2 separate regions of the Sus scrofa genome follow, and region 1 is linked to region 2. A link is a contact called in public HiChIP or PLAC-seq data. All regions are on one chromosome and are shown on one strand. Each heading gives the region's core, a stretch centred on a gene start, on an enhancer-like site or on the middle of the called end of the contact. The rest is flanking DNA. Distances are from core to core; before and after follow the strand shown.

Evidence for each region. HiChIP or PLAC-seq counts read pairs in DNA pulled down with a chosen protein or histone mark.
Region 1: a contact with region 2 is called in an H3K27ac HiChIP or PLAC-seq map of alveolar macrophages. The contact joins two enhancer-like sites. A contact is called at or near these places in 7 of 47 Hi-C or Micro-C datasets (alveolar macrophages, blood, mesenteric adipose tissue and 4 more) and 1 of 2 datasets of contacts at active chromatin or transcription factors (alveolar macrophages).

What each region holds. Positions count from the first base shown.
Region 1 is chr6:152,462,878-152,467,894 of Sscrofa11.1, reverse strand. No RefSeq gene overlaps it. Among named protein-coding and RNA genes, the nearest start is that of CYP2J34, 3.6 kb to the left of the region's middle. Within about 2 kb of position 2,659, at least 8 of the 83 cell types and tissues checked have an H3K27ac peak or open chromatin away from gene starts, as enhancers often do. A contact at or near this core is called in alveolar macrophages, where this site is marked.
Region 2 is chr6:152,402,025-152,407,105 of Sscrofa11.1, reverse strand. It overlaps the pseudogene LOC100525291. Among named protein-coding and RNA genes, the nearest start is that of CYP2J34, 64 kb to the left of the region's middle. Within about 2 kb of position 2,670, at least 1 of the 83 cell types and tissues checked has an H3K27ac peak or open chromatin away from gene starts, as enhancers often do. A contact at or near this core is called in alveolar macrophages, where this site is marked.

The DNA of each region.
Region 1 (5,017 bases), core at 1,410-3,909, 61 kb before region 2:
AAATGCAGACCTAAATAAGGAAGGAAAGCACATTAGAGAAAAATAGATACACAAAAGTTCTTACTTTCTTTTTCTTAATTGATCTGAGTTTGTTCAAAATAAGAAAAGCAGCAATGTATTTGGTGGTTATAGCTTGTAGATAAGTGACACACATGATACAAGTTTGGAAGGGACAGAGGGAAGGAATTAGGGAAATTATTGTAATAACAAAGCACCTTCACTACGAGTGAAGCAGTTTAGTGCTATTTGAAAGTGGATTTGAATCAGGTGGAAATGTGTACTGTGAACTGCAGGGCAACCACTTAAGTTTTGAATAAAGGAAGGGTTGGCATGCTAGGACAGAAGAGAAAATGAAGTTATACAAAATAATTGAAAGGAGAGTAGAGAGAAAAAGTAAAAGACAAAGAAAAATCAAGAGTAATGAGTAGAAAACAGAAATGAACATGGTACATAATAATCTGTATCAATAACCACATTAACCATTGGTTTAAATGCACTAATTAAAAGACAGTGTCTGTCAGAGTGGACAAAAAAACAAGACTACTTTCAGATTATTATTAGTGTATAGAAACACAATTTTTTATGTTGATTTTGTATCCTGCAACTTTGCTGAATTCATTTATTAATCCTAACAATTTGTGTGTGTGTGTAATCTTAACCAAGAAGGCAATAGACTTCTACACTGAAAATGATAAAATACTGTTGAACACAATTAAAGAAGACACAAATACATGGAAAGATAGCCCACGTTCATGAATTGAACATTTAAAAAAGTATCCATTGTTAAGTGAGTGAAATTCCTATCAAAATCCCAAAGGCACTTTTTACAGGAATAAAATTATACAGAAAATATAATCCTAAAATTCATATGGTATCACAAAGGACCCTGAATAGCCAAAACAATCCTGAGAGAGAAGAGCAAACCTGGAGGCTTCACACTTCCTTCTATGAGTTGTCTGTTTTTGATACTTTGGGAAAGCGGAATCATTAACATTTCTCCTGTGGCTGGCGTATATCACTTAGCATATTGTCCTCAAGGTGCCTCTATATTGTAGCATATGACAAGATTTCCTTCTTTGTGGCTGAAGAATAGTTCGTTGTATGTATAGTCCACATTTTCTTTATCCATTCATCCCTTAATGGACATTTAGTTTGTTTCTACCTTTTGGCTTTTTATAAACAATGCTGCAATGAACATGGAAATGAAAACCTCTCTTCAAGATTCTGATTTCAGTTTTGGATAAAAGCCCAAGAACTTGGATTGCTGGATCTTAAGGTAGTTCTATTTTCAATTTTTTGAAGAACCTCCATGGTGTTTTCCATAGTGGCTGCCCCATTTTACATTTCCACCAACAGTGCAAAAGTGTTCCAATTTCTCCACACTGCTGGTTGCCAGGGATTGGGGGAAGGAGGAAATGGGACAACTTCTTTTCAATTGGTAGAGAATTCCAGTCATGCCAGGATGGAAAATTTCTCAGACCTTGTGTACCACATTGTGCTCATAGATAACAGTGTTGTACTATACACTTAAAAACTTTGTAAAGCACGTAGATCTTATGTTATTTGTTTTCTAATCACATACAAAATATACACACAAAAAGATCTGACCCTATGTTGCTTAGAGAACCACTTTAAACATAAATACACAGATATATTGAAATTAAAAGGATAGGAGATTATTCCATGCTAACACCAATCAAAAGGAAGCTGGAGTAGCTGTGTTAATTGCTGACATCAGAGCAAGAAAAATTATCATGGATTGAAAAAGGGCACAACATAGTGATAAACAGTCAATCCTTAAAACATAGCGATCTTGTAATGTGTATGCACCTAACAGAGCTTCAAACACATGAGGTAAAACTGGTAGAACTGAAAGGAAAAATAGATGAATTCATTGTTATAAAGGCTTGAATAGCCCTCTACCACCAACGGACAGAAACAGGAGGCGGAAAATCAGTTGAACCAAACAGCACCATCAATCAATTGGATCTGGTTGATATTTAGGAATTCATCATCCAACAAAAGCAGCACAAAAATTTTTCTCAAGCTCATGAGGAACAGTTACCAAAATAGATCACATTCTAACATAAAACACACTATCAAATATCAGTACACAAATAAAATTATGCTTTCATAATACAACGGAATTAACTGGAAATCGATAACAGAAAGATAGGTAGAAAACTTCAAATTATTTGGAGTTCCTGTAGTGGCTCAGTGGTTAACAAACCCGACTAGTATCCATGAGGACGAGGGTTTGATCCCTGGCCTCGATCTGTGGGTTAAGAATATAGTGCTACCTTGAGCTGTGGTGTAGGTCACAAACGCAGCTCAGTTCCCATGTTGCTGTGGCTGTGGTGTAGGCCAGTCTCTACAGCTCCGATTCAACCCCTAGCCTGGGAACCTCCCTATGCCTGGGGTGCAGTCCTAAAAAGACACAAAGACGAAAACAAGCTAACAATCAAACAAAAACTTCCAACTACTTGGACATTAAACAACATACTGTTCTCTTGCACGAAGTAGCATCATGGAGGGAGGGCCCTGGTAGATTGGGGTGGGTGTGGTGGGGCTGGAGGCAGTGGTGTTGAAGGAGGGGCACGTGGTGTCTAGAGAAGAGTTGGCTGCACCCTACTGACCTCGCCTGCAGAGCTTCCAGTTCTATAACTGGGTTGAGCAATGAAGCTACATCAGCTAGTTTAGGAAGTTATATAAATTGTGTACTTACTGGCTGACGCCATGTGATGACAAATGAATCTTCTTGGAAGTGCATGTAGCAAGAGGGAAGTTTGTTCCCTAAGAGTGACCAGAAAAGGGATGGGCCTGCCCTACTGAAAATTCGTTCAGAGACAAAAGGAGTAGTTTACAGAGTGGAAGAGAGGGTGGGGGTAGGAATAAAATTACTCTGTCCCTTGCAGTCTACTAAGTCCCCTGCCATCAATCTGCTTACAGAGATAGGATCACATGTTTGGATTTATACCCTCATCACCAGAGTGTGGTTTCTGCCTGCAGACACATGTATCTGAGGGAGAAAACAAAGGCTTGAGGGCTAAATGCTTAGCTGATAGTCACAGTCAGGAATTGAGAAGAGACAAACCCAAGACCCTGGACACTCCTTCCCAGTGCCTCCCCTTCCCTCTTGGTAGCTTAGCAACAAGCAGCTTCAGTTGGCTCCAGGGGAGAACAGGTAGAGCACTGGGGTTCCCTGGTCTAACATAGAAACCCAACCAGGAAGCTATGTCCTTGTCACTTAGTTACTTGCCAGCCCTGCCTCCTGTCTGTAAACATACAGGGCTCTGGGAGGTGGCCCCTCTGCTGGAGCCTCTCCCTGGAGCATGTGGTCCAGCCACGCCCAACCTGGACACACTCTGTACAACTTAGGATCTCCCGAGTGCCCTGCTCCTCAGCTGCTTGTAGGTCTTCCACCTCCAACCTGATGTGACACTGACACTGCAGCATGGGCTTGTCTGTCTCAGCAGGATACAGGTGGAGGAGAGACCCACCGCCTGGGTTGCTTTGTGGTAAAAATCTGTGCCTTGTCCATGATGCCACAGAACATGTCATGTGCTGACACACTATGTGTCACACAAAGGAAGAGAGAGAGGGGCTCTGGAGCGTCCAAAATAGATGAGGAATAAGAGAGCAACAAAATACAGCTAAGAATTATTTTACACTTGGATGGAAATACATTTTAGAGTTTCTCCAATGAACTTTGAAAAAGGAAAAAGACATTTTACATGACCAGAAATTTCAACTACTCCCAGTCATGTCTGCAAGCTTTCTGGTTTATTGTGGTCACACTCTACTTGGCTCTGGGTTCAGTTGCATCTATTAGGTCAGGATGAGTGCCAGGGGTTTTCCATCTATTCCACAGGGAGTAGATAAATGCCTTCCCTTCAGGAACCAATGAAAATGTGCAGCAGAGGAGAAATGGAACTCAGAGATGGCTTAACAAAGCCCTTCATTTTATAGATGAGGAGACTGAGCATATAATGGAAAGTAATTTGGCCAATTTATCAGTCTCCAACGTGGATGATTTGACCGCGGGAGAAAGAAGACAAGATCTCAGATGTTACAGAAGTTCAAGGCCTGATTTGATTGCTTTTATTCTAGAAATATCATTTGGGGTGCTTTCTAGAGTTGCAACTTCCCAGGAGTTTACAAAGGAAGTAGATGTTGCTGGGCATCTGAGGTTTCACTTTATTGTCTAGACCAAATGTCCTCCCACAGTTTAGGAAACAAACCACTTACCAGACATTCTCTTGGCTCTCCCTGACAAGTTCAGACTACTTCCAGCCAAACACAAACACATTCTTTCTCCCTTCTACATTCCCTTCTTCCATTCCTATTTCTATATCTTTTTTTCCATTGAATTGGCTTTCCTATGAATCCCAAGTAAGAGGAAAGAAAAGCCTCGTGTCCTCATGGCTCATTTGGTTCTGAGCTACTTCAATTCCTTAGGTCTAACTGCCTTCAGGAAAAGGATCTTCTACAAAGTTTACTCCAGTTTACCAGATTTGTGTGTATTCATATTGGTGTTGGCAACAAAACCCCATGAATTATCACTGGTACCCAGCTTTCCAGTTTATGGACTTTTTTCCCCCCCATCAGGAACCACACACAGGAGGATCAAGCAGGATTCTGGCATTTCTGGTTCCTGCTATAAAATATTCTAACATTGCTTAGTTGACTTTAACCTGGGAATACTTGTCAGTCAAAAGCCAACAATCCAATTGTGAGAAAAGCCATAAGTACCACACTGTCAAATCAGATATAAAATGGCTGGATATAAATGTCTGAGAGAGGATTTAAGGTAAAGAGGCAACTTAAAGACAGAAATTATTTCCACCTTTGCTCCCTATACATGCTTTCTAGGTTTGGTTAATTGTGGTCACACTCTCTTTGGTCTTGGGACCAAGGTCATGGTCATGGGTCCTTAGGTGAACAAAAGAAACTGCTTCTTCGTAGAAATCTGCCTATAAATCAGGACACTACCTGCCCTGCTTTTTTCCTGGGGGAC
Region 2 (5,081 bases), core at 1,421-3,920:
TCAGAAGCAGAAATTTCCAAAGTGTAATATGGCAGGTCCCTAGTCCTGTGAGAAGCACTCCAAAGGGAAAGAAAAGGCAAAGTCCTTTTCTTTCTATGCCATGCATACTCCTCATGGCAAAGTCTGAGGCCTGATGCTTGTAGTAACCCCAAGGCAGTTCACAATGCACATCATGCAGTAAAAACACGGAGCAACCTCACAGCTAAGAAAGTCAGGCTTTGCCTAAATACACTTGATAGAAGAATCCCATGTACACAAAAACGAAACAAACAAAAAAGTACTTAATCAGAGATGATATTGTTCTCTCCCCATTTAGGTGATTCCCTAGGACAAGAATACATGTCACTTTTCCAGTTGAGATTCCTACCATTTTAAAAGTATAAACTTGGAGATCTGAGGCTGCACATAGGACCCTAATTACCTTGGGCAGGTGGTATCCAGCCAGGGTGGTATCGGCTGCTACCTGCCTGGGTGCGTTCATGGGGATGATGTTGCCCATTCTCTGCACTTCATGGATGACAGCGTTGGTGTAGGGCATGGACTCTCGAGCTGCTGTGTTCGGCCGCTGTGATTGGCCAAGCACCCTGTCAATCTCAGCTTGGACTTTCTCTGGAAAAGCAAAGGAAGTTCTAATATTCTATCAGCCATAATTTTCCTTGAGCCTAGTTAAGCTAAGGAATGGAATAACCAGGATCATGATGGCTAAAGTTATAGTAGGTGCTATAGACTGTAGTTTCTCAAAGATGATGTGAGTGGAAAGTGGGCCCTGGTTTAGGACAAATCTGTTGAAAATTCTTTCTCTACAACATTCTTCCTCTAAGTTACTGAAAGAGTTTGAGCCTCTGTTTTCTCTTCTTATTAGTGGGGATAAATCAACTTTTATCTTTAGGATTTTTGGGATGTACAGGAATTGATTTAGAGGAGCATCCCAAAAGTAAGAGAAACTCTACTAATTGTGCCCCAACAAGTGTTTTTCTCTTTTTCTACAGTAACAGAGATTTTGGGTAGATACTTGGTTGCTCAGCTAAAGACTACATTTCCCAGATTCCCTTGTGACTAAGTTCTGACCAATGGAATGTATGTAGAAGGACCTTTAATGCTGGGAACCTGCCCTTAAAAGGAGGATGTGTGCTTCCTTCTCCTTCTTCCCTTCCTACTTTGCAGGAAAGTAGGCTCAATGGTGAGCCATCTCTGAGAGTGTTTGCAAGGACATCATTCTAGATGCACCGGAAGGAGCTTGGACCCCGAAGGGTTCTCCTGAGAACAGCTTAGATTTTTTCATTGGAGAGAGATACAAATGTCCATTTTTTAAACTGCCCATTTAAAATCTTTTACAATTGTGGTAAAATATGCATAATACAAAATTTACCATCACAGCCATTTTAAATGTACAGTTTAACAATGTTAAGCATATATGTATTGTTATGCAACCAATCTCCACAACATTTTTATTTTGCAGAACTGAAACTTGACTCTGATTCAAACACAACTCATTTTCTCCTGCACCCAGCCTCTGACAGCTACTGTTTACTTTCTAAGAATTTAACCAGTCTTGATATCTCATTAAAAAAATCATATAGTATATATATTTTTTTACTAGATTATTTAATTGAGCATAACTTTCTCAAGGTTCATCCATTTTTTTTAGCACATATCAGAATGTTTCCTTTTTTTTTTTTTCTCCAGAATGCACCCAAGGCATGCAAAAGTTTCCCAGCCAGGAACTGAACCTGTGCCATGGTAGTGACAGTGCCAAATCCTTTACTGCTAGGCCACTGGGAACTCTATAATGTTTCCTTCTTAAGACTGAATAGTATTTCATTACATTATGCCTTTTGTTTATCCATTCATCCATCTATAGATACTTGGGTCTCTTCTACCTCTTATGCCATTTTAAGCCATTTTTTGGACCTCTATAGAGAAGCTAAAATTATATCCTGACTAGGTGGCTTTTAAGCTTAAAAAAATGTAGTTCCCAATTGCAAATGCATATTACTTCATGACTCAGGAAAAATAACAAAAAATAAAAAACAAAAAATATACACACATATAAACCATGCTCTTATGTATATATATAAGGAAAGAAAGAAATTTTCAAGACTTAAAAAAACTTAACTTGGTGTTCCCTTTGAGGCTTAGTGGAAACAAATCTGACTAGCATCCGTGAGGTTGCAAGTTCAATCCCTGGCCTCGCTCAGTGGGTTAAGGATCCAGCATTGCCATGAGCTGTGGTGTAGGTTGCAGACATGGCTCGGACCCTCATTGCTGTGGCTGTGGTGCAGGCTAGCAGCTACAGCTCCAATTTGACCCCTAGCCTGGAAACCTCCTTATGCCGTGGGTGCAGTCCTAAAAAAGACAAAAAAAAAACAAAAAACAAAAACCCAAACAGAAAAATTTAACTTTAGTATATAGGAAGCACTCTGCCCTTTCTAAAATAATTTATGTTAGGAAAATGTTGTACTTGATCTACTAAATTGGCTTTATATCTTATTAATAAAATGTTACCCTCAGTTTGAAAAACTGTTTTCTAGTGATCCTGTCCTTGATCTACTCAAAGAGTTCTGAGACCCGGGGAAAGAAACACGGTTCTAACAGCCACTGTCCTGCAACGGACTGCAGCCCGTGAGGCAGATATTTCAATGATGTGTGAAGTAAAGGATGAGTAAAGTAAGGGAGGGACATTAGGTCATCTCTAGAGGAAGGAAGTGCTCATAATTTCCTAAAAGACAGGGAAAACATCTTAGAGGTGGTTGTGTTTGAGCCAATTCTTTAAGGATAGCTAGTGGTTTACTGTGTAAAGAAATTATGGAAATACATCTTGTATTATCCTTCCAGGGAAAAGCAGGTGTGATGGCCAAAAGGCACAGATTAGGGCAGTGCAAAGTAAACACCATTAGATTTAGTGGGGCCACCATGCAGGGTGAGAAGACTTGAGGCTGGACAGGCAAAAAGAGGCAGATCAGAGAATGTGATATAATAGATGAGGGTGTTTGAACATTGTCCACAGGGTGATGGAAGATATGACTTAAAAGGAGGGGAGGCTGTGCCCAGATTTCATATGTGAGTGGAAGGGCTCTTTCCTGGAACTCAGAACAACGTCAATGGCCTTCACTGTTGCCCCCATGGAGTCTACTTTCCTGAGGGCAGGGATATGTTGTATGTGTGTTATGTGGACCCATCACAACCTGTCCTACCTGTCTCCCTGCCCTACCAGGCTAGCCTCTGGCCTCACCTCTAGAGCAGTGTGTTCCAGAAGACCCCATCCTGACCTGTCCAGACCCTTCCACTGACATGGATTTTGGGGTACAGGGCCATGTAGAGCAGACCCTAGTGCAGTGTCATCAAAGTTGTCTCAGTTCCAGCAACAAAGAGGTCCAGGGTGGTAAAGATGAGGTTTTCGTCATGGAAACTTGAAGTAACATCACCCTTATGCTAGAAAGTAAAATGATTATTGGTTTGTTCACACAGATCTTGGTTGTCACAACACGTTGGGGGGTCATCCTAGAGAGAACGTGGAAGGAGAGACCCTGGAGAAATGGACTTTCCCTTTGGCCATCGCAGGAGGCATAGGCTCATTACTGCAATATCATTAGCATCCCCCAGCCCCAAGTGCTGGAAGCTTTTGTTACCTTTGGTGGATGAAAATCAAGGCAATTATTTTTAAGCCATAATCTGGGAAAATCTATTAGTACTCCTGAAAAAGAGTCTTGGGTGCCAGTATTATTATTATTACTCACCTCATTCACTATTTGTATGACTTGAAAAAGTTACTATACTTCTCTGTGTTTCAGTTCTATGACCATAAAATAGAAATAACAATACTCACCCTTAAGATGCTATCATGAATTAGGAGAGATAGAAAGAGCATGTGCAAATCCTCAACGAATGTTTATATTGATACCAAAAAGAACAAACTGCATTTCTCTAAAGTGCAACAATTCACACATCCCCTTGTTAATCTTTTCCTTTCTAGTTTAAAGTTCTCTGATCCCAACAGCCTTTCCTCATGGCACTGCAGCATCTCTACCACCTTCCTGAAGAAGCTTCAAGGCATCCACATTCCTATTTGTGTGGTCCCTCACCTTCATGCCTCATAACAAGTGATGTCTCCTCTTCAGAGGAGAAGTCAGTGCTCCCATTAATGTTATGCCAATAAGGTGAAATAAGAGAGCAGGTATAAAGAAATAAAAATTCTCCCAACTTGAGGAGAAGGAACAAATAATCTGATGGGTCAAAGATGATGAATCTGATGCAGTGATAGGTATTCACCAGAGGGGTTACTGTGGTAAAGGCTAAACATTCAGTTTGGTATTTTTCCTGCTTCTTTCCTATTATATAGGAAAGCAGATGATATGGGGATGAAAAAGGAAGTCAAAATCCCTCCCCTGTGACAGTAAACTCTGGCATCTGACTCAGCTTTACTTCTATTCTGAACTGGGGAGCTGGGGGAAGGGGTAGGAAACTGGGAACAGGTCCAAGTGGTAATGAAATAATGCTTGTATTTCCCTTTGTGTGAAACTCCTTCAGACATGGGCAGAGGGTAAAGAAGAGATTACGAAAAGGCTGTATGTAGGCTTTCCTAAGACCTCGAGCCAAATGATGTTAAATTTCAACCTTTATTTCTAATTGTCTCATCAATTCTGAATTAATGTTTTTCTACACTCTATTTTTTACCCCTGTGGCAGGCTGAAGACCCACAAGGATGTTCATATTCTAATCTCTGGAATCGGAGCCTGGTATCTCACATAGCTGAAGAAACTTCGTAGATATGATTAAGGATTTGATATGGGAAGTTTTTTTTTAGATAATCCCAGTGGGCCCAATATAATCCCAAGAAGCTTCAAAAGAGGGAAGCCAAAAGGTCATTAAATAGATGTGAGGATGGTGGCAGAAAAGATGCTACATCAATGGCTTTGAAGACAGAGGAAGGGGCCCTCAGTCAAGGAGTGCAGGCAGCCTCTAGAAGCTGACTGTCAATCAATGGGTTCTCCTGTATATCCTCCAGAAGAAGCAGCCCTGCCAATATCTTGGCTCCAACCCAGTGAAACTGCTTTCAGACTTCTTCCAGAATTATAAAAGTA